Linked DNA regions of Sus scrofa: regions 2, 3, 4 and 5 are each linked to region 1. A link is a contact called in public Hi-C and HiChIP or PLAC-seq data. All regions are on one chromosome and are shown on one strand. The core of a region is the stretch at or near the end of the contact, and the rest is flanking DNA. Distances in the headings are between cores, read along the strand shown.

Region 1 (5,579 bases), core at 1,688-4,187:
GGTGAGCAATCAGAATTATTTTACTGATGTGTAAGGGTCTAAAGGGCAGTTTAGAGGAGAGTTTGAAATGATCATTTCCTACTGTAAAAAAGCCTATATTGCAAATATAATTTATCTTTGAAAGAAAACCACCCAATTACTCAAAGTAGAGCCCAGTGGAAGTGTGAGAAAGGGCTGTACAGGAAGAGGCGAGGAAAGAAGTTAAAGTTTTGTCCTATAGAGAGCAGGGAATTCCTGGAGTGGTTCTGCATTATTCAGCTCAAAATGTGCTTTTTTGTGAGCCTGGATTAATTACCTGGTTAGGCATCTCTAGCCCACACTTGATGGAAAGTTGCCAACCTAACATTTCTTTTTGTTCTGAGAAGGCCTGGCTGGTGAGAAGTCAGAGAATTGTTGGCATAGCGTGATGATAACCATGGTAGAATAATTATGAAATTGGCTCCAGCAAAGCCCAGCTCATTTGAAAAGGCCAGCATTCCTTTTTTCTCCATTTAAAATGAAATAAAGCAGTTACATAATAATAAAAATATTTTCTACCAGCAGGTACTCTGTCCCAAAGCATGTTTACATGTTAGCTCCAAAGTCCTTCTACCAAGCCCACAAAGTGGGTGTTCTCAAAGCTGTTGACTGGGAATACCCCAGGTTCTGATCTTGGCTGCCTCTGGCCAGCCTGGGAGGACAGGAGAGACAGATGTTTCCACTGGTTCTGTATCTGAAATCTTGTTACTGACCTCCCAAAGCAGGAGAAATTGTTGTTTCACACTTTCTTGATGCTTTCCCAAGGGAAACTCATAATACCCCATTGTTAGGGCCGCCCTCCAACTCTTGTGTTGGGGATCATTTAAACAAAGAACAAAACAGAGTCAGGGTTCTTGGGTATTCTAGGCTACAGGTGTCAGACACAGTTGCCCAGCCTTGTCTAAGGGCCAGTGTAGGCTGGAGAGGTAAGAGGGAAGCAGTGACCTCTTCTGAGGTCACTGCCCTTGGCTCCTAGCTTGAGGGTCCAGTATTTGATGCCTCCTCAGCTCTGTGTTCACAGAGGCGCTCCACCTATCTGGCCATACCCCAGAGGCCTGGCTTCCTCCATTTCTATGTTTGTCAATGTGTTTTAATAAATAAGAGAGATTATACTTGTTTATCTTTTAATCACCTTAACAAATAACTCGTTTGCACTTTGACATAGGTGAGAGAGGAGTAAAATAGGAATTACCTTACTTTTACAAGGAACTCCAGGTGCCTAAGTGATTATGTGATTTGCCTAAAATCACAGGGTTTATAAGGGACAGGGCCCGAACTCTAGCCCTATGTTTCCCATCCTGAAGTGCTCACAGCCCTGCTCTAGCTCCCTGGATGGGCGGCGGGTGGAGAATACAGCAGTGGACACTGAATGCAAGCTGAACTCTAAGGAGTCGGTTTCTTGAGTGACAGGCCTGACTCATTCCCTCCCAGGTTCACTGAGATAAAGAATGAGCGCTGCAGAATGGAAGTGAGCATCAGGAAACAAAACAAGATCAGCTGGGGAAGGGGGCGTGGGTAGCTTCTTGGCCTTGCGCTTACTGGACCTTTCAACTTAGGCCCAGTTACAGCCTAGGCTGTCAGGTGTGCGAAATCATGGGCCCAGCTCCAGCTTTTTGGCAGCATATGCGAAGACGCGGAGCGAGGAGTCCCGGACCAGATCTGCTCGAGTAGGGCCGACAGCGGCTTTAGCCTCCCTGGGCGCTAGGGGGGGCGTCTGCCCCATACCCACAGGGCACCCGTTGGCAGAGCATTTCCCAACGCGAGCTTTTGGGGGTGTGGGAGGAAACCCGGGCGAGCCCACCAGACGCGTCCTCGGTGCCCAGCCCTGCCTGGCTGCGGGTCGGCCTCAGCCAGAGCCTGCAGCCCACAGGTTCTGCTCACAGTTAAGGCGGGGCGCGGCGCCCTCAACGGCCGGAGGGAAAGGGCTAGGAGGCCGCGCCTGGCCAAGGCTGCGGAGGGCGGGAGCCTCGGCTGGCAGCTGTGCCACCACCCCCGGGAGGGCTGGGGAAGACCGAACCGACCGGCAGACAGACAAGGTGGCGGGAAGTGGCCTCCATGCCTGCACGGCTCTCCCGGCCTTTCCTCCAGTCCTCCCAGCCGGCTCCCCCGCCCGGGACGCCCCGCGCCACTCCGCGCCTTTGGCCCTGGCTCAAGGTCTTGTGATGTGATTAGCAAAGCCAGCGCCTTGTCCTCAGACACTCAGCCCTGCCCGGCAGGCCCCGGCGCTCAAGCCCTGTTTACTGCAGCCTGGGCGGGAAGGGGGGCGGAGAAACGGGCCCAGGCTCCTCCGGGCAGGACTACCCCGGCAGCCGCCCGCGTGGCCGCTCCCGCCCCCACACCCACCGCACTCCACGTGCAGTCGGGATGGAGCCACCACCCATCCGACTCAAGCCCTCGCCCCCCCGCCCCCCCCGGCCGGAGCACCCTTTGCAACCCAGTGGGGCCGCGCGGACGGTTGCAGTATTCTTGCATTTTGCAATTCCCGCGCCCAGTATAAGACCGAGGGTGGGAGATAAAAACTCCGCAATTTCGCGTAGCAGGATCGGGCGGGGAGAGACACGTCCAGGGCTGCAGAACCCCGGCCAGCTTAAACGTGCTGGGGATTTCCAACAGTGCAGCCCCAGAGGAGGGGAGCTGAATCTTCCCGCCGCCACCTAGCAGCACCCATCTAGGCCGAGCTCTCCACGCTGCCCCGGGCGCCCCAGCGCCCAGCCCCGCCCCGAGGCCTCCCCACCCCCCTCCCCCAGAGAAAAAAAAAAATTGGCGGCGGCCAATGGGAGGCCGGGAAGGCGCCTGACGTCCGCGAGCCGGCGGGCGGCGTTGCCTGGAGACCCCGGCGGGGGTCAGCGTTCTGTCCCCTCCCCCGGCACGCCCCTCCAGCCTCTGCCGCGCTGCGGGACAGTATATAGGGCGCGCGCTCGCAGGCCGCTGAGTTCCAGCAGTCCGAGAGCTGCCGTCGGCTCCGCGCGGGGGGGCGGGCCGGGCACCCCGGGGCGCGGAGGAGCGCTCTAGCTTCACTCTTTCTTTCCCCCCACTCCGCACTCCTGGGCACCCTCAAAACCAGTCCACGCTGCTGCCTCCGTTCCTTCTTTTCTCGCCCCCCAGCAAACTTTCGATCCCTCCCCCGCCCCTCGCCCGTTATTCGTCGTGGCTCGAGCCGGCCGCGCCGCCGCGAGGGTTCCTCCGGACCTCCCTGCCTGCAGCTCCGACCATTACAGGATCCAGAAACATGTCGACCACACTTCTGTCCGCCTTCTATGATATCGACTTCTTGTGCAAGGTACGCGGGCGGGGAAAGGAGGGAGGGAGGGAGGAGGAAAGGCAAGAAGGAAGCCCTTCGAGATTTCAGGCTTGGCCCTCTGCCCTCGGCTTTGGGAGTCCTTTCCTCGCCTTGACTTTTGGGTTCGGGAAAAATCCTGGAGTTTGCAGTGTGTGTTCTCGCGCCTTGTGGGCGGAGAGAAGGAGAAGAGAGGAAGGGCTGGAGGGAGTAGCTGTAGCTGTTTAGTTTCTCCCCAGCCGACCACAGCCACGCTGCCCGGGGCTTCCCGGACGGGGTTTGCGCCGCCCAGGCCGGCGGCCCACGGCTGAAGATCACATGTTGCAAGCCGGCGCGGCCTAGGGTGGGAGAGTCCGGCTCCTCCCAACTCGAACTTGATTCTTGTGCTCTTGTAAGGGTGGCGGTTGGGGGCCGAGTCAGAATCCGAAAAAAGGGAAAAGAATCAGAGAGCTGCAAGTGGTTGTTACTCTGCAACTCCTCCAACTCTTCCCTCCCTTTTCCACTTTTCACCCCTTCCCCGCTACCCTCCTTTTGGCAGACGGAGAAATCCCTGGCCAACCTCAATCTGAACAACATGCTGGACAAGAAGGCGGTGGGGACGCCTGTGGCCGCTGCCCCCAGCTCGGGCTTCACCCCGGGCTTCCTCCGACGGCACTCGGCCAGCAACCTGCACGCGCTCGCCCACCCAGCGCCTAGCCCCGGCAGCTGCTCGCCCAAGTTCCCGGGCGCGGCTAACGGCAGCAGCTGCGGCAGCGCGGCGGCCAGCGGCCCGGCCTCCTACGGCACCCTCAAGGAGCCGTCGGGGGGCGGCGGCACGGCCCTGCTGAACAAGGAGAACAAATTCCGGGACCGCTCGTTCAGTGAGAACGGCGATCGCAGCCAGCACCTCCTGCACCTGCAGCAGCAGCAGAAGGGGGGCGGCGGCTCCCAGATCAACTCAACGCGCTACAAAACTGAGCTGTGCCGACCCTTCGAGGAGAGCGGCACGTGCAAATACGGCGAGAAGTGCCAGTTCGCGCACGGGTTCCACGAGCTGCGCAGCCTGACTCGCCATCCGAAGTACAAGACGGAGCTGTGCCGCACCTTCCACACCATCGGCTTCTGCCCCTACGGGCCGCGCTGCCACTTCATCCACAACGCCGATGAGCGGCGGCCTGCGCCATCGGGGGGTGCCTCCGGGGACCTGCGCACCTTCAGTGCCCGAGACGCGCTGCACCTGGGCTTCCCCCGGGAGCCGCGGCCTAAGCTGCACCACAGCCTCAGCTTCTCGGGCTTCCCGTCGGGCCACCACCAGCCCCCGGGGGGCCTGGAGTCGCCCCTGCTGCTCGACAGCCCCACGTCGCGCACCCCGCCGCCGCCCTCCTGTTCCTCCGCCTCGTCCTGCTCCTCGTCCGCTTCTTCCTGTTCGTCGGCCTCGGCAGCCTCCACGCCCTCGGGCGCCCCGACGTGCTGTGCCTCTGCGGCGGCCGCGGCTGCGGCGGCTCTGCTGTACGGCACTGGGGGCGCCGAAGACCTGCTCGCTCCGGGCGCGCCCTGCGCCGCCTGCTCGTCGGCCTCGTGCGCCAACAACGCCTTCGCCTTCGGCCCGGAGCTGAGCAGCCTCATCACGCCGCTGGCCATCCAGACCCACAACTTCGCCACGGTGGCTGCCGCCGCCTACTATCGCAGCCAACAGCAGCAGCAGCAGGGCCTGGTGCCCCCTGCGCAGCCCCCGGCACCGCCCAGCGCGCCCCTCCCTGCTAGCGCCACCGCGCCGCCCTCACCGCCCTTCAGCTTCCAGCTGCCGCGCCGCCTGTCCGAGTCCCCCGTGTTCGACGCTCCCCCTAGCCCCCCGGACTCGCTGTCGGACCGCGACAGCTACTTGAGCGGCTCCCTGAGCTCGGGCAGCCTCAGCGGCTCTGAGTCCCCCAGCCTCGACCCTGGCCGCCGCCTGCCCATCTTCAGCCGCCTCTCCATCTCCGACGACTGAGGCAAGAGGGCGCCAGTGAGGAGGAGGAAGGGAAGGCAGTTCTGGGGGTGTTGGAGGGCGCCCCGGCGGTCTCGCCTCTGCTAGGGGCAGGGGAGCACGGGGATGTGTAGGGGGGAATGATACCGGCCACAAGCAGACTTCAGGCCGCACCGAGCACTTGGACTCGAACTTGTGTGCCGGGAGGGGCCCCCACCCCTCCCTTTTCGGTTTCCTCTTGTTTTTTTTTTTTTTATTATTATTTTTATTATTATTACGAAGTTTCATTCTTGTTGAGCAAAAAAAAAAAAGCCAACGAACTTTTTGTATCGGTGAACA
Region 2 (5,579 bases), core at 1,236-3,735, 130 kb after region 1:
GCTCAGCCCTTCGCTTTGCCCTCAGGCCAAGCAGAATGTGACAAGGGCCTCACTGGCTTCAGGGAAGGGTGCAGACATATGTTGAGATTTGGGGCAGAGGGAGAAGCACTTTAGCAAAAGGACCCCACAGATATACGAAACCAAAGAAACTACAATGAATTTTTTTTTGTTTTTGTTTTTTTGTTTCTTGTCTTTTTAGGGCCAGACCCGCGGCATATGGAGGTTCCCAGGCTAGGGGTCTAATCGGAGCTGTAGCTGCTGGCCTACACCACAGTCACAGCCACGCCAGATCCGAGCCATGTCTGCAACCTACACCACAGCTCACGGCAATGCCAGATCCTTAACCCACTGAGCAAGGCCAGGGATCGAACCCACAACCTCATGGTTCCTAGTCGGATTCATTTCCGATGCGCCACGACGGGAACGCCATGAAACAACAATAAATGTTTGCAGAGTGTCTGCTACATTCCTGGCACGGGGCCGGGTGTTGGCAGCACCGCAAGGTGCAAGATGGAATCCATCTCTGTACTTGCAGTAGGGCTGGGAAATAGGGCCTGGAAGGCATCCACTGGGATAAGGAGGAGGGAGCAGATTAAAGAAGCCAGGGCCTGTGGAGCCCAGGCTGTGGTGGGCAGAGGGGAGGCGCGTGTACAGGGCCGCCAGAGATCAGGTTGCTGCTGCAGCGCACAGGGCGTATGAAAGGCAGGGCAGAGCCCAGCAGTGGGGGTGGCTGAGGCTCTGGAAGGGGGAGGGTGATTAACACGAGCAGAGCCCCAGTGGTCCTGAAGCAGGACTATCCCCCTCGGGTCACGAAAAGCCCCAGAACCTGTTCCACGAGGAGGACGAGAGAAAAGCAGGGGTTCCTAGTCAACCCCGCAGCCCGGTGCTACCCTTTCCTCTGAGCGCCTGGGCAGAGGGAAGGAAGTTCTGTACTAAGAGTCTCGTCCCGCATTTGGACAAAAATGCCAACGTGTTTTTGCACCCTGGATGTAGACAGAATTCAAAATATGGCCCCCTGAGATTTCTCATCCTAATCCTCAAATATGATGAGCTATTGAGCCTCTGATTCTGTTACATTAGATGGCAAAAGGATTTTAAAAACCCAGTAACAGTTTAGAATCAGTCAACTTTGAGTTACTCAAAAGGGAGGTTAGGAGTTCCTGTTGTGAAGCAGCGGAAATGAATCCGACTAGTATCCATGAGGATGCGGGTCCAATCCCTGGCCTCACTCAGTGGATCGAGGATCTGCCGTTGCCGTGAGCTGTGGGGTAGGTCGCAGACTCGGCTCGGATCTCGTGTTGCTGTGGCTGTGGTGTAGGCTGGCAGCTACAGCTCCAATTCTACCCCCAGCTTGAAGACCTCCATACGCCACAGGTTCGATCCTAAAAAGCAACAACAATAATAATAGTAATAATAAAATGGGGGCAGGACTATCTAGTAGGTGTTCCTAATCTATTCACACAAGCACTTAAAAAGAAATTTTTTTTCATCTTTTTGCCATTTCTTGGGCAGCTCCCTCGGCATATGGAGGTTCCCAGGCTAGGGGTCCACTTGGAGCTGTGGCCACCAGCCTTCGCCAGAGCCACAGCAACGTGGGATCCAAGCTGTGTCTGCAAACCTACACCACACTCACGGCAACGCCAGATCGTTAACCCACTGAGCAAGGCCAGGGATCGAACCCGCAACCTCATCATTCCTAGTCGGATTCGTTAACCACTGCGCCATGATGAGAACTCCCACACAAGCCCTTTAAAAGCAGAGAGTTTTCTCTGGCTGGTGGCTGGAAAGGAAGTCATGGATTTGAAGTATGGAAGCGGGTTCCATGTCCCTTTAATGACTTGAAGGTGGAGGGAACTGCATGGAAGGAGCCTAAGAGAGAGCAGCTTCTAGGCGCTGAGAGGGACCCGCGGCTGACAACTGGCGGGAGAACATCTTAGTCCTACAGCCGCGGGAGCAAAGTTCTGCTACGTCAAAATGAACTGGGGAGCAGATTCTTTCCTAGCACGTCTGGACACCAGCCCACCCAGCTCACACCTCGATTTTGGCCTTGCAAAGCCTCAGCAGAGCATCCAGCTGAGCCCACCTGGACTTCTGACCTACAGAACTGAGATAATTAACCAGGGTTGTGTTAATTTTGTGGTACTTGGTTATCCAGCAGCCGAGAGCAAATACGTTTCCACTTTTTTGTTTCTTCGGAGAAGGTCCTGAGGCGACTCTGCTGACTCCTTCTCTGCAGGCAGGGCAGGCTGGATGCACGGGTCCCGGCCGGGGCTCAGACCTGGGCCCAGCGGAACCGCCACACATGAATGGCAGGCCCTGGGCCTCAGCCGAGGGTGTCTTGTCTTCCTGCTCAGGAAGGAGAGGGGAGGCCTGCATCTTACACCCCCCTTTCTAAGAACCAGCCAGCAGCTCCCTCTGTAGACTGTCAGCTGCCAGCTCTCCTAGCCCCGTGTTCCCTGCAGAAGAGCAGAGCTCTGGGCGGAAACCAGAGAAGGGCAGTGACCTCGCCCTTCCCCCCGCTTCTCAGATGACAAGTCTGGGCTCTGTCAGGGCAGGAGGCAGGAGCTGGGATGCATGGAGTTATAAACTTCAGCAGCACCCTTCCCCACCCCCGTGAAAAGCATTCTCTGACGGGTTAGAACGGGGATTTTTAAATTTTATACTTGCTTCCTGACTAATTTGTTGGACACAGAGTCAGGTACCCTTGAGAGTGCAGAAATGTTTGCAAGGAGGAAGGTTATGTTTCTGCTTTACTGATGAAAAAGCCCCAACGAAGTTTCTCGCATTCCCACGTGAGGCCTTTTCTCAAAATCTTCTCTGATTCTTCCCAGATGGTGTCTAGCTCTGTCCCCGCAGCCCCTGGCAGGGTGGGGCTTCCGAACATAGGAGGGCTCTGTGTCCCATGGACCTGAGATCTCAGCTCTGTCACTTAACCCTCTGGGGGCAGTGGGGGCTGGGCACCCTCCCCAGCCTCAGTTCCTTCCCGTAGGACATAAGCCTGGTGGGTAAGAAGGAAGGAATAAATACTGTTTTCCTTATCCCCCGCCTTGCCCCTGCACAACAGCTACCTTGGAAATGTGTGTATTTTTGACAGCCTGACAAGAATTTTCATTCTGGTGACAGGCGGGCCTGGCCGGCCAGCAGCAAAACTCTTCAGTTAGCAGGTTACCTTTGCGCTCCACCTTCTCAAAGCCTCTTCCTCTCTCTGTGTCCCATTTCCTCCTTTCAGGCCCAGGCTGGTTCCATCCCAGGGCCCTGGGGGTGGACACGCTGGGAAGCCTCTGAAAACCTCTCACAGCTGAGTGTTGGGGAGGGAGGGCAGAACTGCCCCCTGGGGACTGAATGGTGGCATCCAAGGCTTGGGGCAGGCAGGCCGGAGGGGGTGGGGTAGAGGGGTGGGGGTAAGAGGGGTGGGGGTAGGAATGGGGGTGAGTAGGAGTGGGGTGGGCAGGGGTGAGGGAGGAGGGTGGGGGTCGTGGCGATCATGGTGGGGTGGGGGCTGGGAGGGGTGTATTTCTGGCAGGTGGGGGGTTTCGAGGTCCTTCTGGGGATCTGTCTGGTGGGGACCATGTGACGTGGTTGTGTGAGTGAGGTCCCCTCCTGCTTGATTTCTCTCAACTGCGTGTTTGGAGGTTTGCTCTAATCCTCTTAGGCTGGAGGTTTTGCTGTCAAGGAATCTGGGGGGAAATCAGCTCCATTTCAACTTTTCAAAGTTTCCACGGCGAGGGCTGAGCTGAGCGGGTCCTGAAGACGGAGGACGGGGTTGTCACGTGTTTTTGAAGGGGGTGGGAGGCAAAAAGAGCCCCAGGGTCTGGGCCCGGGGACATCAGCCCCAGGGCCAGGAGGAAGATGAGGGCTGGAGGTGGGGAGGGTCTCTGGCCTTCTCCTCCAAGAAGTGGGAGACCTCAGGATATTCTGGGAGGGAGGGGTATTTCAGGGCCCCTGCAAGTCCCTGGGTGTTGGGAGCAAAGCTGGTTCACCGTGGGCCTGTCTTCCCGGGCAGAGGCTGAAGGAGGTACCAGGTAGGCTGGCTCTGCTGCCGGGCTGGGGTGTCAAGGCCGGGGCCAGGCACCTCCGCCCTCCTCCCCGGGGCTGTGGGCTCAACGCTGAGCCAAGTATGAAACGGCCTCTCCCCGCCTCTCGGTTCCCGCCCCCATCCTGATGGAGTCTGGTTTTCATCACCCATTAATCACCGAAGCTTCCCACAGCCTGTGTCTATCTGTCCGCACTCACCAGCCCCCTGGGCTCTTGGGGGATGGATAGACAGACAGCCAGGCAGATGGTCTCCGACTTGGGGAAATTTAGGGTCATGCTGGGGGCTGCCCCCTACCCCCAGGCAGTGGAGAGGTGTCCTTCCTAAGCTTGTTATATCCCCCCACCCCCCAGCCCGGCTTGAAGCTGCCAGCCCAGCCACCTCACCCCGGCAGCAGGCAGCAGGGGCCATTAGCTATCCTGTTCACCAGGGAGGAAATGGGTTGGAGGGCTGAGGAATTCTAATTAAGCTTCCCCAGCTGGCAGGCCGGCTGGCGGGTGAGATCTGGCACCTCCAACCCCGCTGGAGTTGGTGCCAGCCCTGTTCGGCCTGGCCTGCTGGGTGCCCACCTGCTGCTGTGGGAACCCGGGTTCAGGAGGCCTTGCAAACCCCCTGAAGATTCCCAGACACCTGGCTCTCTTCATACCACCTCTCTGGCCCTGTCCTCACTCCCTCCCCAGTCAGCCCCCTTGCTGTGACTTACCTGACAGGCCCTCTGGGATTGGGTTGCCATGTGGAGCCCCCATCTGTTCAGGGTGTCATGGTGCCCCCTCCCAAAATCTGGAGACCTGGGTTCCGATCTGGTTCTGCCTGACCTGCTGTGTGGGTCGGGGCCACTCCCCTCTCTGAGCCTTGGCTTCTTTGATTGCGATAAAAGAGTGTTCATCAGTGTTGGGGGCACCCAGCTCCTCTGGTTACCAAGGCCTGCACTGGGGGTACAGGCTGGTGGGTGCACAGTGAGCAGTCTTGGCGTGGCAGGCAGCCAGCGGCTCCGGCTGGTGGTCACAGCAGAGCTGGGACCAAGTTTGAAACCCTGACAATGACCCCAGGGGTGGTCTTTTCCTTCCTGATCCAGCTTTCTGTACTCCCCTAGAGCTGTGGCCCAGAACCCAGGCATCCCCAGCTCTGGCCACCCTGCCAGTGTTTCTCCTGGGCTGGTCCCTGCTTCATGCAGGGTCAGAGCCTGCAGGACCAGGCTTCTTTTTTTTTTTTTTTTTTTTTTTGTCATTTTGCTATTTCTTTGGGCCGCTCCCGTGGCATATGGAGGTTCCCAGGCTAGGGGTTGAATCGGAGTGGTAGCCCCTGGCCTACGCCAGAGCCACAGCAACGTGGGATCCGAGCTGCGTCTGCAACCTACACCACAGCTCACGGCAACACAGGATCTTTAACTCACTGAGCAAGGCAGGGACCAAACCCACGACCTCATGGTTCCTAGTTGGATTCGTTAACCACTGCGCCACGACAGGAACTCCAGGACCAGGCTTCTGAGGTCGGGGTACTCCTTCCCATACGGCCATCTTCACATCTGCACATCAGAGCACAGTCA
Region 3 (5,579 bases), core at 1,063-3,562, 110 kb after region 1:
ATGGTGATGACGATGATGTGTGCACCTCGTCAACTGCTTTAGGGCTCCAGTGGGACTGGAGTGGGAGTGTCCATCCTGGAAAACAGGGATGGAGGACCAGCCAGGGCGAGTGAAAAAGGAGGAGGGGGAGGCGAGGAAAGAGATGGTGTGAGACCTGGTGAGGTGGGACGAGACCCTTTCTAGGCCACTTCGGGGTTGGTTAAGGGTCTAGCGTCACTCACCCGTAGAGGGTGAAAAGAGGATTTTCCATGAATTTGTGAAGACAACCACAGCTGTTGCTCAACTTGAACTTCTCCCTGTGCAACCCCCCCCCCCAACTTTCTGGGTATTTTTGTGATGTTGTGAAACTCTGAAGCTTGCAGTGTCTCCTTTCTCTTCCTCTTCGCTCCTCAGCCCAGGCACCCCTCCCCTCTTTTCCTTTTTCCGTCTCTGCCCTTCTATAGCTCCCGCTGCCCCCCCCCGCCCGTCCCACCTCTGGGGCGCAGGGGCGAGAGCTGTGCTGCCCACCGTGACTGCTCACCCTCTCCAGCCTGAGGTCCACAGCTTTGCTGCTGGAGCATCGGAAGAGGGCTGAGGAGTCCGGACCCCTCACGGAAAGCGTAGCAGCAGAGTATCGAACATGAATCGAAACTGCTACTGTCTGCCAAACACTTAGGGACCATTATCATTGCCCTTTGAGTGGATTTATTTTCATGAGTCATATGCTTCAGCAGCTCACTGTCCTAGCCAGGCCCCTTCACCTGTCTGTTTATCCATCCTCTAGGCTTCAACTCCATTGACATTTGGGGTCAGATATTTCTTTGTTACGGGGGCTGTTCTGGGCATTATGGAGTGTTCAGCAGCATCCCTGGTCTCTAGCCACTAAATGCCAATAGCACCCCCACCTTATGACAACAGAAAAAGTCTCCAGACATTGCCAAACATCCCCTGGTGGTGGTGGGGGATGGGGGGGGGCAAAATCACCCCTAGGGTGGGAATCACCATCCCTTCTGTCCCATTCGTCACTTGTACCTCCCTCTCTGATACATTAATCGGTACCCTGTTCGCGTTGGTTCTTGCAGCTGTTAACTGCCTGCTTGTATCCTTTGCTCAGTTTTCCATTCAGTCTGCCATCTCCTTCTTTGGTTTGTGAAGGGTGGTTTTTGGAATTTCCACTATGGTACAATGGGATCTGTGGCATCTCTGGAGTGCTAGGATGCAGGTTCGATCCCCAGCCCAGCACAGTGGGTTAAGGATCCATCGTTGCCGCCACTGTGGCTTAAGTTGCAACTGCAGCTCAGATGTGATCCCTGGCCCAGGAACTCCATATGTCATGGGGTAGCCAAAAACGAAAAAAAAAAAAAAAAAAGAAAAAAAAGGACAAAGCTATTCTAGAGATGAGACCCATGTTGGTTTGGACCTGTGATGTCTTCTCATGTTCTGCCGTCCATCTATTAACTGTCACCTTCCAAGTGAGGACATGGAGGCACAGAGATTAAAACTCCAGCAAGTGGCAGAGCCAAGAGATGAGCCCAGGTCTCTGTCTTCAGAGCCCAGGCTCTTGACCCCTGGGGATACAGAGACATGCCTTCCTTCCAAATGTGCCATCAGAGAAAGGCAGACAAGATCAGGCACTTGAGGCCTGGGGAGGGGAAGGAGGTGGTTTGCTCAAGGTCACAGCTAGTCACCAGCATTACCTGGATCTCCTTGGTACGATGCCAAGTGTCTTGGGAGTTGGATTGAGCCTTTACTTTGGTCTGGGAGCGGCCAGATTTGATGGCCAATGTCTGATGAGAGACCCTGGCTGCCGCGAGCCAAGGAGGCAGGGATCTGAGAGTGCCAGGTAGGGAGGGCTTTGCTAGCTCTGCCCAGAGGGAGGATGGACAGGGCTCACAGACTCAGAACTGGCAGATTTCTGGATCTGGGCTTTCTGTGTGCGCAGCAATGCTTTCTGCGCCCAGGGCCCTGGCAGAAGAGTGCTTCTTACCAGGCCCAGAGGATGATGGATGAAGGGGGAGCAGGGGGCAGGGCAGTGGGGGCTTTGTTCCCTAAATGCCATTCACATGACTCTCTGACCTCAGAGTCCTTCCCCTTTCTCTTGTCTTTTTCTCCTTCACTGCCTTCGGCCCTGCTTCGGTTTCCCTTCTCTATTTTCCTTTTCTCAATCCACACAAAGCCCTCAGAGGGCTCGAGCTGCCCTGGGGCCTCCTGCCTCTTGTGAGGTTGGTTTCCAGGGCCCGGACCACAGTCCTGGGGCCATCTGCCTTGGAGGGGCACAGGGAGGCCTTGGGGGCCTGGTAGGGAGCAGGCAAGCCAGTGAGCCAGCACCCAGTAGCTGGCCCTGAACCTAGTATCCTGCCAGGGTGGGGGTGCAGCGGGGCAGCCCCAGGGGCAGTCCACAGCCCTCCCCACCCATCCACGACAGACAAGCCTCGCTACTCACGGAGTCCATCCCACTGGCCTCAAGAGCTTCTCAGCAGAGAAGGTGGCACCCAGATGTGGCATCTCTGGCTTACAGCTTCCTCTTTCGTTTCTAGATGCCTTTTCCACAATGGTTCTGAACTCTTTCTGCTCATTCAGAATCACCTGAGTAACCTTCCAAACAGACTGAGGACCAGGCCCTGAGCTGAGATTCTGGTTTCTTTGGTCCGGAGTGTAGCTGGGGTCGGAGATGGTGTGGTTTTCCCAGGTGATTCTGATCAGACTCGGGCGTGAGAGCCTCTCTTTTACAGGGGGCCGACTGTCACCGAGAGGACGAAGAATGCATTTTCGGAGGCCTGGTCAGACCACCCTCAGTGAGACGGGTGTCCCTGGGCACAGCTTCTCTCCCATCCCTGGGCACCCTAGGGAGAAACGACCCATGTGTGGAATTTCAGACTTGGAAGGGGCCTGGAAAATCAACCAATGTATCCATCCCTTGTTCTCCAAAGGAGAGGCCTGTGCCTGGGTGTGGGGGGGCAGTGGTGGGGGGAGTAAGTGAGGTGCCCAGGGTCACAGAGGGCTTGGGCAAGGTCAGGAAACCCGTCAGGTTTCGGGCGGTCAACTTCCCCCAGCTACCCTCAGCCGGGCCCCTTTCAGGAGTTCTCTCTAGATTAGATTGCTGGGGAGACTGTGACCCCGGGAGCAGTACTGGAGCGGGGGCTTCTCACTGTTTCCTGGAGGGGGAGACTGGCCTTCTGAGCCTGGGAGAGGGTGGCAATGGCTAGAACGAGTGGCTGTTACTCTCGGCCAAACTTTGCAAGAGAACTTGCCGAGCCGCTGACTTTTTGCAGCTGTTTTCTGGGGGCTGTGGACTGAAAGGGGAAGTTTGGCTGCATTTAGAAAGTTGTCCACAAAGAGGAATGGCGGGGGCAGGGGTGAGGAGGGTGGCCGGGCTGCGGAGCTGGAGGAGGAAGGTGGGCGATCTGGGAGAAGTGCCAGCAGAGGCCTGAGGACAAGGGTTTGATTTGGGCCCACATGTGGTCACTTTGGAAACTTCTTGGGGTTGGGGGGGTGCTGGGGGAAAGTGCAAGGGTGGGGGAGGGGGGAGAAAAGAAAAGGAGAAGGGGGAGGGCAGGAGTTCCCAGCTGGGGAGCCTAGCTTTTTCTTGGATTGGAAGCAAACATCAAGGGTGCTGGGAACCTGCCCAGCTCTGGCCCAAAGGCCCAGCCAATGGTTTCCTCTGAGGGGCACAGGGACATGGTGAGAGGGAGGAGCTTCGTCAAGATGGCACAGCCCAGGAGTTCCTGTTGTGGCTCAGCGGTAATGAGCCCAACTAGGATCCATGAGGTTGCAGGTTCAATCCCTGGCCTTGCTCAGTGGATTAAGGATCCGATGTTACTGTGAGCTGTGGTGTAGGTTGCAGACATGGCTCGGATCCTGAGTTGCTGTGGCTCTGGTGTAGGCCGGCGGCTGTAGCTCCAATTCCACCCGTAGCCTGGGACCCTCCATATACCATGCGTGCGGCCCTAAAAAGCAACAAAACAAAACAAAAAAACAGCACAGCCCACGACAGGGGCCAATTAAAGGGGGACATTTCCCCTCCCCTCAGGTCACAGAGATTTCTCTGGGCGGCCTGAAATGTCCCATCTTTAAGGCCAGGAAGGCATCCAACCCCTCAGGGACCAAGCAGGGGTCCAGAATCCAGGGCAGCAGCAGGAAGAACACTCCAGCTGCCCTGACTAAAGAGCCCCAGGCCTCAGTCTCCTCCTCCTGTCAGCACCTGGGAGGAGCAGTCTCACTGTCCTGTAACCACGATCCAGGCCCCAAGCACCAAGGAGGACAAGGGTGCGCCTGGTGACCCTGTGCTCTCGATCAGCGTCAGGCCCCTGTAGGGTGAACTCCGCTGCCCCCAAGCCGAGCCTTCTCCACGCCCCTGTATGCGGGGGTAGAGTGAGGGGGCAGAGGTGGGGGGACCGTAACTTTGACCCGGAGCCTCTCCCAGAAGATCGCGCCTCCAGCAGAAGTGTGCCCAGCAGAGCTTCTCTTCCCAAGGCGGTCCCACCCCCAGAGGGCATGAGAAGAGACTCTAAGAGGCAGGGCCCATCTGTCCTGACACTGACCACGCCACCCTGGCCGCAGAGACGGTGCGGCTGTCTTTCTCAGAGACATGGTGGAATCAGCATCCAGAAAGACCCACTCTGAGGAGGGGCAGGGGGGGTGGAGGCGCTGCTTCTGCCTCCATGGCTGAGCCTCCAAGCATCTCTCAATGAGCCCGCTCCGTGTGCCCTGGCAAAGAAGGCAACTCAACCCAACTCACCGAACAAGCTCCCACTCACTCTGTTACTCGATGTCTTTGCTGAGCACCCACTATGTGCCAACGGCCGAGCTAAGGGCTGGGGGTGAAGAGGAGAGTGCCTGAGGGCTCATCGTGTGTCTGTCTCCCATAGATGGATGGCCCTGGAGCCAGGGGTGGGAGGAGGCAAGGCCCTTACCCCTATCATCTCACCAGGGAGACAAGGTGCACATACACGAATCACTCAGAGAAAGAGGTGATATTTACATAGACACATTCTCAACTCTGGTAACCACATGCTGACGTGCCCACAACCAGGTTCAGGCTGCGTAGGTCTGTAAATACTCTGGGTGGACCTGATGGGGCAGTCCCACTGGGCTGGAGTTACTTTCCAATCTCCTTGGAAGGATCGGATTAGGTGGGTCTATTAACATTGAAAAAAAAAAAAAATCGTCAGTTCTGCCATGAGTGTGTTGGACTGGAAAATCTGCATGGTTTCGACCATCTTTCGTGATTCCTTCTTCCCTTTGATCCTTCTCCTACTTCCTTCGTCTCTCTCAGAGCTGGAAACCTTCCCTGGCCTATGACTGGATGCCAGGTTTGGTTGAATGCCTACTGTTTACAAAGCACAGTGCTAGCTGCAATAGGATTATAGAGACAAACAACACGGGCCTTCTGCTTAAGGACCTCAAACCAACTCGTGTTCAAAAATTGCTGTAATAGGAGTTAGTGAAAGATGTGTATGTGGGGCGAGGCAGACAACAGGAAAGTTAAATCCCATCCCTGGTATAGGATTTGAAATTTTTTTTTTTGTCTTTTTGTCTTTTTTTAGGGCCACACCTCTGGCATATGGAGGTTCCAAGGCTAGGGGTCCAATTGGAGCTGT
Region 4 (5,579 bases), core at 1,054-3,553, 82 kb after region 1:
AAGGGAGAAAAGGGAGGGGTGGGCAGCTCCTCTGGGACCATCGCAAGGATTTTCCTCTGTGCGGTGGATGAGATGGAAACACACCAGTAGGTTGGGAGGAGAGGGTCAGTGGCTGCAAGTGGACCACAGACTGCTTCAGGGAGCAAGAGGGGAGGCAGGGAAGCTGGTGGACGGTGGCCTGGCCAGGGGGTTCCCTGGAGGAGGGAAAAGTGGCTGGACTCTGAACAGTGTTTTGGGAGGCAGAGCAAACAGGATCTACCTGTCGATTTGCGGTTGAAATTTGGAAAGCAGATGTTACCAGATTCTCATTTCATCCAAGAAAAACTTGGAGAAAAGGCTGAGTGACTTTGCAACGTCATAGGGTGGCTGAGTGGTATCTCTCACGGGCAGGGAGGGTGACAAGTACTAAGGCGTGTGCCATCTGCAGGTGGGTGTGGCTGCGACGTTCCTTTCTCTGGGTCTATCTGTCACCCCATCTCCATCTGTCCCCCTCTGCCCTACTTTCCAGCCTCTGTTCTGCTATGCATTGCAGACACATCATCATCTTCTCCCAAGTCCGTTTCTAAGGAGTCAATGTGCTTCTGGTGCCCAGGGGACCCACTCTAGGTCTCTGAGGGTGTGTGACTCTGTGTGTGCCCTGGTGCTGGCATGTCTTACGTGAGTGTAAATGTCCCCAGTGCATGTGTGTCTGAGTGTTACTTTGGCATCTGTGAGGTGTAGTGGATATCTCCGGCTATGAAAACCTGTGTGTTTTGGGGGAGGGTGGTGAAGCTTAAGGGACCGAGTATGTGTGTGTGTGTGTGTGTTTGTGTGTGTGTGGTGTCACCTGTGTGTGCCAGTGTGTGAATGCATGGACTTGTCCTTTCTCCTCTCCACCCATTCAGATTTGCTCTCATCCTAAAAGGCCCAGGTCAAGCCTCCTCCCTTTTTTCTAGTTCCTAACCTCCCGCCATCCCCTCTCTCAGTCATTGCTACCCCCATCCTTTGGTGGTGGTCTGGCTGGCTTAGAGGGGATCTGCCTTCTAGAACTCCATCTCGCACAAACTGCAGGGCTGGGTGGGGCTGTAGACACATCCCGTCCCCTGATCAGCCATCAGCTTCCCTCTCCTGAGGCCAACTGCCCCCCGCCCAACCGCCATGGGGTGCTTGAATGCAGAAGGAGCTGGCAGCCTCAGCAGAGGCAGGTGGTGGCAGGCTCCCTGCCCCCGAGTGGCCAGCTGGCCCCCAGGCAGCAGGATGCAGCTCCTCACTGCACTCTCTCAGTGAGCTCCCAGGCACAGGTTGGTCAGGGAGCCTGGGGACCCCAGAGACTTCCCCCACCCTCCCCCTAGAGGCCCCCAGTCTAGGGCCTTCTCCCTGAGCTCAGGCCCCCAAGGGGTGGTAGGCTCCTTCTGGTCTAAACCCTTTGTCCCTCTCTGTCCCCTACTTCCCATGACACTGGTTCCTGTGGGAGCCCTTTCGCTTTTGCTGTAGGTACCAGAAGGTCCATTTTCTTTAACCCACGGGGCGTCAGCCCTCACTCTTGGCAAGGTGAGCAGATGCCAGAAGGCGTGGGGCCACGTCGGTCCACCAGCAGGCCAGGTTGTCCTTCCCTCAGTCCTGGCAAGGCATGCCTCTGCCTCAGGGCCCTTGTTCTAGCTATTTCCTCTGTCTGGAATGTTTTCTTCCAGACCTTGCTTGGCTCCTTCTCCAAGCTTTTGTTGAAATGTCACCTTTTCAGTAGGGCCTCCGTGGACCACCCAGTTTAATACTGTGACCTGTGTACACATGGGCACACACCCCTCTTGTCACCCCCCCCAGCACAGCCCCTCCCCCTCACCCCCCCAGCACATTACAGCTCTCAGCGTGGTTCCATCTCCTCTCTTCCCCTGTGTCACCTGCCACCTACTGACACACCTGACTTCACTTGCTTCATCTACTGTGTCTCCCCAACAAGAATATTGACCCCACGAGGGCAGGGATCTTTGTTTTGCTCGTGGATGTTTCCCAAGTGCCTGGAACTGCTGGGCCATTTTAGATGCTCTACAGACCTTTGTACAGTGTTGTTAGGACTGTCACCCAGAGGAGAGCAGCTGCACAAGCAAAGGCTGGTCCTCTGAGGGGCCAGACGGGGGCTAGCTGTCGGACCCCGCAACCTGTGGTCAGAGGGGATGGACGCTGTGCTCCCTCCCAGGGGAGGACCAGCTCCCTTCCACCCCACCTGCCCCCCTCCCTGGAACCACACCCCCAGGGCAGCCTTGCACACGTCTGTTGGCTCACACCTGCAGACCCTGCACCCAGGGCCCCACCTCCCGCCAGCCCTTGTGCACTCGCCCTTGACGTGGTGGCTGTGGTTTCAAGGCCTTAGAGGTGCAGATTGGAGTCAGGGCATCCTGTTCTCTGTGGCTGCAGCAGCAGGTGGGGGTGGGGGACAGGTTCCCCTGCAAACAGGCACACGCAAAGGCCCCTTCTCCCTGCCTTCTTACACACGCGAATACACACATGTGCACGCAGACAGATGGACACCGGGTGGCCCCCGTAGGCTGGCAGCTCTTAGGCCCCAGGCACAGGAACCGAGCACCCATCTGTAGCCGACCCACTGGGGGCAGGGAGCTGCTGGCTCCCTTCCCTGTGCCTGAGCTCCCACCTTCACAACTTCATGCCCAGCACATGGCCTGCCAACCTCATCTCAGGTCTTTTCTTTGGGGGAAGTCTTGTTCTGCCGCCTTCTGTCCTAACCACATCCCTGTGGGAGGGGTGGTGTATTCAGCCCTCAGTGGGGTCCAGTTGTCCAGCCAGTCCTGGGAGCATACTGATCCCTGGCTCAGAACCCTGCCATGGCTCCCCAATGCCCGCCAGGTCCAACCCAAACCCCTGGTCCTGGGCCTCCCCTGCTCCAGGGATCTCCACTTTGAGGAGAGGTGAGGGTGCCCTCTGGAGCCAGGCATCCTGGTTTGAATGCCAGTTCTGTGTGACCTCAGGCAAGTCGCTTAACCTCGCTGTGCCCCAGCGTCCTGCCTCACAGAGCTGTTGTGAGAATTACATAGGTTTATATATGCAAAGCATTTAGCACAGCACCTGCTCTGCAAGAAAGTTGTCAATAAATGATAGCTGGAAAGGATGTCTGTTTCCTGCCAGAAAGGACCTGAGAAATGTCTTCCAATGGGGCTTGTGGCTCAGCTCTCAGCTCTGGCCTTTCAGACTGAGCCAGCAGCTTCCAGGCCACCTGGGAGCTGGCTGGAGACTCAGAGTGCCAGGCCCCCTGGGAGTCCTAAAGCAGCAGGTGGGGGGAGGGGCCTGTACACTGTGGCCTGTAGCCATTTGTGGGGTGGGAGTCCCCTAAGCCCCCATCCCAGCCTCAGACTGGTCCACCACCTGCATCCTCTGTCTTCTGGCCTTGCCAAGGCCCCTCTGCCTTGCAAGGCTCCTGCAGGAAGAATGCCTGTCAACTTTGCCACCTCAGTGCCCACAGCTCCTATTTTCCTAGAGCCTCAGTTCCTCAAGAAGAAAGGGAATAAAAACACCCACATCCAGGGAGGTCAGGGATGAGCAGTGCACCACCGAGGCAGCCAGTCAGGGCTGAGTATTGCTACTGGCTGCACCCCAGGCCTGGTGGGTCCCGCCTGCCATGCTGGAGTCCCCGCAGGGATGAGGGAAAGACCTGTTGATGGAGGGGGGCTGGGATGAACTCTGGGAGCTGAGAGGGAGCACAGTGACCTGGGATGAACTCTGGGAGCTGAGAGGGAGCACAGTGACTGGAGCCGGAGGGTGGCTGGTGCTTCCCCAAAGCGGCCTGAATGAGGGAGGAAGGAAGGGAGGGCGAGCTGAGCACACCCTGGGCCCCAGAGGAAGTTGAAAGCCAGGGCCGTGGTGTGACAGTTCAAGGGCCCTATACCACAGCGCTCCACTCCACCCGCACCTGCTGACGTCAGTGGGAAGTGCAGGACCCCGGCACCCCACCCCACTGGCTCTGGGTCTGTGAGGCAGGGTCCCAGCCTGGAGCCTCCCCCGGCTCGTCTCTGCACAGGTGGGTGGCTGGTGGTCCCTTGTGTCTTTAGGTCAGCATTGCCCTCTCCCTGAATGAAAGGAGCACCTCTTCATCTCACCCCATGGGCTCACCTCTCCCAGGTGTGACCCTAGAGTCTATTAAACACCTGTTATATACCAGGTGGTGACACATCCACAAGCTCATTTAATCCTTCACAATACCCAGAGGAAGGCATTTTACAGATAAGGAGACCACCTCAGAGAGGTTCAGTAACCTGCCTGAGGTTGCACAGCTTGGAGGTGGCCCAGCTGGCCTTCCAACGCAGGCCCCCCGACATGGAGTTCCTCCCGCCACCTGTGGGCAGGTGGATTCATGGTGGAGGTGCCCTCAGGGAGCTGGAGCAGCCGGCCCTCTTGTTTGTCAAGGAGGAAATGGACACCCAGCACTGGGAGTGAGTGCCCCAGGCCATGCCACAGGCTCCTGGCAGAACCAGGCAGGATTAGAGAACTTTCTTTTGGCACTGCCTGCCTGGTAGGAGGGGCTCTGCCGGGAAGTCTCCTTCCTTTACTGCCTCTGGGTCTCTGCTCAGAGGCTACCTCCACAGAGAGAAGCTTTTCAGGGCAGTTCCAGCAGAAGGAGAGCCCTGTCACCCTCATCTCCTGGCCCCGCTTTATTTTCTTTCATGGCACTTATACTGTCACTTGCAGTTTTATGTGTCCAGTGATTTGTTTATTGTCTCCCGCCTTCCCTGCGACTAGAATGTGAGCACCGTGACTCCAGCAGGGTCTGTCTTGTTCCCTTGCTTATACTGGTACCTGGCACACACTCAGCAGTGTTTTGTGGAATGAATGAATGACCGAATGAGAGGAGTCAGTAGGTAAAGGATGAAGCTGATGCTTACGGGGCAAGTTTGGTGTGAAGACAAACTTCTTAATGGCAAGCTAAATAGATCCTTCTAGGTGGAGGAGGGGAATGAGCAATAATTTAGAAAAGGGAAGAGGCCACGTACAGCCATGTGGTCTGGTACACAGACCATAAAGTGAGTGGTCCCCGCCCCCGCCAGTTGTACAGTTCTCAACTCATACAGCAGTACCTGGCGCCCCAGGGGATGGGGAAGAACCCGACAGTCTTGGGCCCCTCGGCGGGGATGAGCAGAGGCAGCTCTGCAGGTGCCTGCAGCTGGAGGAACAGGCTGTACCTTCCACGAGGACGCCACGTGGTCGTGGTTAGCAGTTTGCCATCCGGTGGCGTTGTCACCACAGACAGTGGTCCAACCAGGGGGAGCAACTGTTATGCTGTTAGCAATCTCTGGTGCCTGGAGTGCCCAGCGGGACGCGGGTGGGGAAACCACCTTGACACACCCCACAAACACCGAACGCGGTGGACGAAGATAATCGAGACAGCGGGAGGGAGGGCTGTTTCCTGAGGCAGCTCTGGAGGCGGAGGACACTGTGTTCCGAGACGTCTCCACTGAGCAGAGGGCTGGCTGAGCGACCGGTCTCGGCCTCCCCCCCTCCCCAGCCCCACAGGCTGGGCACAACAACAATCAGCCTGTGGTGGTGGGGCCCGGCTTCGATGAGTCACCTTGCCCACAGCGGGCCTTGCTGGGAGA
Region 5 (5,579 bases), core at 1,469-3,968, 69 kb before region 1:
ATTAAGTACAGTGTCAGCTGTGGGTTTTCCATAGATGCTTGTTATCAAGTTGGAGACATGTCCTTCTATTTCTTGCTTGTTGAGTGTTTTGAGCCTGAAAGGGTATTGGGTCCTGTCATTTCTTCTTCTGCACCTATTGAGATGACTGTGTGGTTTTCATCCTTTATGAACATGATGCGGGTCTTGTCTTTTTCTTGATGAATAGTATTCCATTATGGGCATGGGTTGTTTATATTAATTCACTAGTTGAAATACATTTTGGCACTTCCACCTTTGGGAAATTGTGAATAATGCAGCTCTGAGCATAGATATGTTTATGTGGCTATATGTTTTTACCCTCCTAAGTAAAACCTAGGAAAGAGATTACTAGGTCATATGATAAGGATTGTTTAAGTTGTAGGAAATTGCCAAACTGTTTTCCAAAGGGCCTTACCACTTAGCATTCCCACCAGCAGTATATGAGAGGTCCAGTTATCCTGCATCCTCATTGAAACTTGGAATTGCCCCTCTTGTTGATTATAGCCATCCTGGTAGATGTGTAGTGGTGTGTTATTATGATTTAAATTTTCATTTCCCTAGTGACCAGTTGTATTGAGTATCTTTTCATGTGCCATGGTTGCAATATACATATCTTTTTTTGGTAAAGTGTCTGTTCAGATTTCTTGCACGTTTTCTTTTTAATTGGATGTTTTTAATTATTGAGTTGTAAAAGTTTTTTGTTCTGGATACAAATATTTTATACAGATAAATAGTCATTAAATATTTTTTACCTATCTGTTGCTTGTCTTTTTTCTTTTCTTTAATTTATTTTTTATTGTTATTTCCCCCAACTCACTTTTTTTTTTTCCACTGTACAGCATGGGGACCCAGTTACACATACATGTACACATAGTTTTTTCTCCCATTGTCGTGCTCCATTGTAAGTATCTAGACGTAGTTTTCAGTGCTACACAGCAGGTCTTTTTTCTTAACAATGTCTTTTGAAGAGCTTATGTTTTTAATTTTGATGAAGTCCGATTTATCAGTTTTTCCTTTGTCTTTTATGCTTTTTTTTTTTTTTTTTTTGCTGCGCCTGAGGCATGTGGAGGTTTCTGGGCCGGGGTCAAACCTGTGCCACAGCAATGACAACGCCAGATCCTTCAACCACTAGGCCACCTGAGAACTCCTGTTTTATGCCTTTTGTGCCCTAGTAAAGAAGTCTTTGCCTATCCCAAGGTCACAAAGACAGTCTCTCAGGTTTTCTTCTGAAGTTTGATTTTTAAAGTTTTACGTTTAGATCTGTGATCCACTTTGGGCTAATGTTCATGTATGTCATGAGATAAGGTTGAAGTTTTTCTTTTTTTTTTTTTTTCTTTGTCTTTTTAGGGCCTCACCCATGGCATATGGAGGTTCCTAGGCTAAGGGTCAGATTGGAGCTGCAGCTGCCAGCCTACGCCACAGCCACAGCAACGCAGGATCTGAGCCACATCTTCGACCTACACTACAGCTCTCAGCAACACCGGATCCTTAACCTACTGAGCAAGGCCAGGGATTAAACTTGTTAAACTTGCGTCCTAAGGGATGCTAGTCAGATTCATTTCCACTGAGCCACAATGGGAACTCCTGAAGTTCTTTTTGTTATTTTTCATATGAATATCCAATCGTTCTGACTCAGCAAGACCTCTGGGCTCTGGGTTCTCCCTGTCTGTGCCGGGAGGGAAGGTGCCCCTGCTTAGTAGTCTGGGGCAACTAGAAGTCTCACCTTATGTGTTGCTTTCTTCTCTCGGGGGCCATGGTCCTGGACTGCCCATGTCTGATGTTTAAAAACAATAATTTCACACGTTTGTCTAGTTTATAGCTGTTAGTTGTTTATGGCAAAGGGCAATTCCTATAGTGGTTAAACTTGCATGGGCTAAAAGAACTATCACCTTCATCACTTTGCTTTGAAACTTCTTGGTTCCTCAGTTGTAAAGTGGGGATGGTACCCTCAGAGCATTGGGGTAAAGGTCACCTGAAAGAAAGAGAAAAAAAAAAAAACTGTGAAAACCCCATGGAAAGTAACATTATAAGAAAGAAAAAATCTAGCATAGGAAGACAAGCAGGTATTAGGAAGTAAAATTGGTACCAAAACGAATGGTCGGTCATCTCATCAGAACTTCTGCTGGTCCCATGGCCAGCTACGCTTACTCCCAGGCTCTCCTCCAGTGCCCATCTGGCAGAATGTACTTGATGGCACACTAAACCGCATGCCAGTGCAACCAGATTCTGTTGGATTTGCCAGCTGTAGATTGTACCTTGTGGCGTCATTCCCACATTGATGTAGGCCAGTGGCACCAGAAACCTCTTCAGTCTTAGAGACTGTTTCTTCCAGAACTATAAACTGTAGCGCTGGCAAGACACTGAGATCAGCAGTCCTAGCCACTCATTACAGGTGCGTCGGCAGAGGTAAGCCCCACTTATTTAAAAGAATCTTCCCAGCCACTGAGACTCTCAAAAAGGTTTCACACCGTATCTCATTGCCGAAGGGCAAAAGGGAAGCCCCAGATCCTTTGTGGGGAAGAGGTTAAATGAAATGGGGGGGTGTCTAAGCTGTGATGATACAGAAGTTGCTGATTTCTCAATCTTGTCCTTGGGAGCAATTCGCTGACAAAGAACCCAAAGCAGTGTATGCTAAGAAGTAATTTTATGTTTGTGTCTTCGGGTTGTCATGTGTTTATCCACAAGTATTTCCTGACTTCCTCCCTGTGTTGGGCAGAGGCAAGGATGGGATGGTGGGTGGAGGCAAGAAGTGAAAACTGCTGGTCCCACCCAGGGCCTGGTGAGCTCATTTTTAGCCTACCCAAATCCCTTCAGAACTCTTCGGACTCCATCTCCCAAGCCACAGGGACTGTTGTTATTTTTGGGTTGACCAAGTAGTCTTCAAATAGTATTTTCAGAAGCTCATCCTCCTTCCTCAAGAGCAGATAAGGCGTTTGGTGCCTAAAAAAGTACTTGGAGAATCTGCTGGGGCAGGGGAAGGAGGGAGTGTTTTCAGAGGGATGTGTGTGTCGGGGCCATGCCCGTACGCAGGGCAGAAGGGGTTCAGAGACCCAGAAAGTAGGCAAGACGTAAACAGCCGGCACCCGTTCAGGGTGCTTCTCAAGACGGAGCGAGTCTCCAAACGCTTCCGCCAGGTCCTTCTCCTTGTCTGTGACTGGAAGGGCCCTTCAGGTCAGGATTACTGTTCACCAGGAGGAGCAGAGGATTAAGTAGAAGAATTGGAATTTCCCTTCGATAAGGAGAAGCCAAGATGTATTAAATCACTCGATTTGTGGTGTTGTTGTTGTTGTAGTTCCTATGGTTTCCTCTCCTCTCCAAACATAATTGTGTTTTTTTTTTATACTGAGAAATTGCATAACAGACCATTAACAGCACAGAGTGTACAAACTATCATCTCTGATTATTTTTAGAACCAGTTTATCAACTGGTCCAGATAAGAACATTTGTTGGGTCTGATTACCAGATCTCTCTGACCAGAGCTCCAGTTCTTTGAAATAGAAAAAGCTGACCGTCTCACTGTGCCTTAAAAGTAAAATCCACTTTGTATTCTCTCACTTTTTTTAAGGAGAGTAAAGGGGTGGGGGTGGGGGGGGCTTCTACAGACGTTTCCTGATCGAGCGGGATCGGAGAATTCCGAGTCATTACCATATGTGAGAGAGAAATTCATTCATTCATTCATTTGTCCGAAACTTCTACAGACGTTTCCTGATCTAGCGGGATCAGAGAATTCTGAGTCATTACCATATGCGAGAGAGAAATTCATTCATTTGTTCACTCAATCATTCAAGGAGACAGCACAGGAAAGGTAGAATCAAGAACCTGCCTCTGAGGCTCAATGGCAAGCGACCACCAGAGTGGCACGGTCCATACCCTGGCCATTTATACAGCGTCCCCAGTGTGGCAGTGAAACTGTTTTTTTCTGTTTGATTGGCCTCTTTCTAAGTAGAACAATTTTGCTGTGATTACTGGGGTTTTAGCTTCTCCCATAACGGTCTCTGCGGGGGCCAAGAAAACAGTGTCCCTCGGGGCCTGTACACCAACTCCCTCTGGCCCCATTAATTTTGGCCAGTTCAGCACAAAGCAATGAGGCTATCTTGGTTTGTGACATAACCAGCGAAGGCCAGGAACTGTATACTATTCAGGAGCCTCTTGGTTGAGCCCTAGATGAAGGGGTTGACATGATGAGGAGCCCTGATATACAAAAACAAACACCGTTCAGCACTAGAATTAGACACGTTCAGCACGGCAAGCTGTTTACACTCCAAGAAGCGCGGATGATCTCAGGTGGTCTGAGAAGTGTGGTCCCTGCATCAGCACATCAGCATCGCCCCAGAATTGGCTAGAGATGAGGTTGGGGGGCCCTGCCCTAGACATCCTGAGCCAGGAGCTCTGGAGGTGAGCGCACCAGCCTTTGAGAACCACTGGTCTGAGGTAACCACACAGCCACCCTCTGGGGATATGCTCAGTGCTTGGAATGTCAGATGAAACTGCCCTCGCTCTTTTAATTGTTATTTTTCAATCCCTTTCTCTCTGTTTGCTGAGTAAAGTTAAATTCACCTAAATGCTCTTGTGGTGAAACTCCACTGTATCCATAATTATGTGGTAATGATATCATCCACATTGTTTTCCAGAGTGCCCTTATTAAGGCTATTTAGATTAATATGCATCTTTTCAGATTATGTTGACTTTTTGAAAATCAAACTGGTATGAATAGCTGTGAAAATCAAAGATAACTGACCCATGGGCCTGCCCTTTGGGGCTGTGCTCCTCCTCTAGGGAAGAGGCAGACTTCCCTAAACAATAAAACAGGACCTCGGACCTTGCTTGCTCAAGGTAGTGCTGCTTTTAAATCCTCCCTCAGCCACCAGAGTCGATGTTAGCGCCCTCCCTTGGTTGCTTGGGGAATGGCAGCTTTGAAATCCAGTTGATTAAGCAATCACAGTTCAGGTCATAGACATAACACTGAAATCTGCAGCTCGCCAGAGAACCGAGAACCGAAACTGCTAAAATAACACATCTGAGATTCCCAGAGGGAATTGTGTGAATGGGCCACTGTGCTTCTTCACACAGACACTCCACTTGCTGTCCTGCAGGACTCGGCAAAGTCCCTCCATCCCTCTCTAGGAAATCTCTGTTCAGGCACCTCATGCTCTCCAAACAGATCAACCTCAGGAAACTTCCTTCGACTTCTCCAAAGCGGCAGTTTCCTAATGCTGCTCCCTGGTGATATGTTTGCAATAAAACGACAGTAAAATGACACTATAGCATATTTTTTTTTTCTTGGAAAGAATTGTCCTTTATGGAGCTCCCTTCTGGCACAGTGGGTTATGGATCTGGCATTGTCGCTACAGTGCCTCACGTTGCTGCTCTGGCATGGGTTCGATCCCTGGCCCTAGAACTTCCACATGCCAAGGGTGCAGCCAAAAGAAAAATAAATAAATAATTGTCCTTTTTAATTGTAATTGATCTTTTTCATATGTGACTATGAAATTACTACTTTTTTGGTGTTCACATAGCCTTTCTTTCATGAAATGATAATAGATGGTAGATTTCTAACATCC

The links. A called contact is a pair of places that touch in the nucleus more often than the background predicts. HiChIP or PLAC-seq counts read pairs in DNA pulled down with a chosen protein or histone mark.
Region 2: a contact with region 1 is called in an H3K27ac HiChIP or PLAC-seq map of skeletal muscle. The contact joins the enhancer-like site here to the promoter of ZFP36L2 in region 1. A contact is called at or near these places in 1 of 5 promoter capture datasets (fetal liver), 4 of 47 Hi-C or Micro-C datasets (brain, embryonic fibroblasts, fetal heart ventricle and 1 more) and 2 of 2 datasets of contacts at active chromatin or transcription factors (alveolar macrophages and skeletal muscle).
Region 3: a contact with region 1 is called in an H3K27ac HiChIP or PLAC-seq map of alveolar macrophages. The contact joins the enhancer-like site here to the promoter of ZFP36L2 in region 1. A contact is called at or near these places in 1 of 5 promoter capture datasets (fetal liver), 5 of 47 Hi-C or Micro-C datasets (alveolar macrophages, brain, embryonic fibroblasts and 2 more) and 2 of 2 datasets of contacts at active chromatin or transcription factors (alveolar macrophages and skeletal muscle).
Region 4: a Hi-C map of liver shows a contact between it and region 1, with 2.9 times the contacts expected there. The contact joins the enhancer-like site here to the promoter of ZFP36L2 in region 1. A contact is called at or near these places in 3 of 5 promoter capture datasets (fetal liver, liver and skeletal muscle), 31 of 47 Hi-C or Micro-C datasets (alveolar macrophages, blood, brain and 13 more) and 2 of 2 datasets of contacts at active chromatin or transcription factors (alveolar macrophages and skeletal muscle).
Region 5: an H3K27ac HiChIP or PLAC-seq map of skeletal muscle shows a contact between it and region 1, with 2.9 times the contacts expected there. The contact joins the enhancer-like site here to the promoter of ZFP36L2 in region 1. A contact is called at or near these places in 1 of 5 promoter capture datasets (liver), 11 of 47 Hi-C or Micro-C datasets (embryonic fibroblasts, fibroblasts, heart right ventricle and 5 more) and 2 of 2 datasets of contacts at active chromatin or transcription factors (alveolar macrophages and skeletal muscle).

The regions. Positions count from the first base shown.
Region 1 is chr3:97,197,458-97,203,036 of Sscrofa11.1, forward strand. ZFP36L2 (mRNA decay activator protein ZFP36L2) reads left to right here and starts at 2,938. Exons shown (of 2, transcript XM_003125190.6): 1 at 2,938-3,298; 2 at 3,834-5,579. The coding sequence starts at 3,248. The coding sequence ends at 5,264.
Region 2 is chr3:97,324,021-97,329,599 of Sscrofa11.1, forward strand. No RefSeq gene overlaps it. Among named protein-coding and RNA genes, the nearest start is that of ZFP36L2, 130 kb to the left of the region's middle. Within about 2 kb of position 2,486, at least 37 of the 83 cell types and tissues checked have an H3K27ac peak or open chromatin away from gene starts, as enhancers often do. A contact at or near this core is called in brain, fetal liver and skeletal muscle, where this site is marked.
Region 3 is chr3:97,306,774-97,312,352 of Sscrofa11.1, forward strand. No RefSeq gene overlaps it. Among named protein-coding and RNA genes, the nearest start is that of ZFP36L2, 110 kb to the left of the region's middle. Within about 2 kb of position 2,313, at least 34 of the 83 cell types and tissues checked have an H3K27ac peak or open chromatin away from gene starts, as enhancers often do. A contact at or near this core is called in alveolar macrophages, liver and omental adipose tissue, where this site is marked.
Region 4 is chr3:97,279,633-97,285,211 of Sscrofa11.1, forward strand. It overlaps LOC106509839 (a long non-coding RNA gene), which reads right to left. Exons shown (of 2, transcript XR_001307760.2): 2 at 4,877-5,579. Among named protein-coding and RNA genes, the nearest start is that of ZFP36L2, 82 kb to the left of the region's middle. Within about 2 kb of position 2,304, at least 11 of the 83 cell types and tissues checked have an H3K27ac peak or open chromatin away from gene starts, as enhancers often do. A contact at or near this core is called in liver and retroperitoneal adipose tissue, where this site is marked.
Region 5 is chr3:97,128,678-97,134,256 of Sscrofa11.1, forward strand. The region is part of intron 33 of THADA (thyroid adenoma-associated protein); the gene reads left to right. Among named protein-coding and RNA genes, the nearest start is that of ZFP36L2, 69 kb to the right of the region's middle. Within about 2 kb of position 2,719, at least 31 of the 83 cell types and tissues checked have an H3K27ac peak or open chromatin away from gene starts, as enhancers often do. A contact at or near this core is called in alveolar macrophages, liver, omental adipose tissue and 3 more, where this site is marked.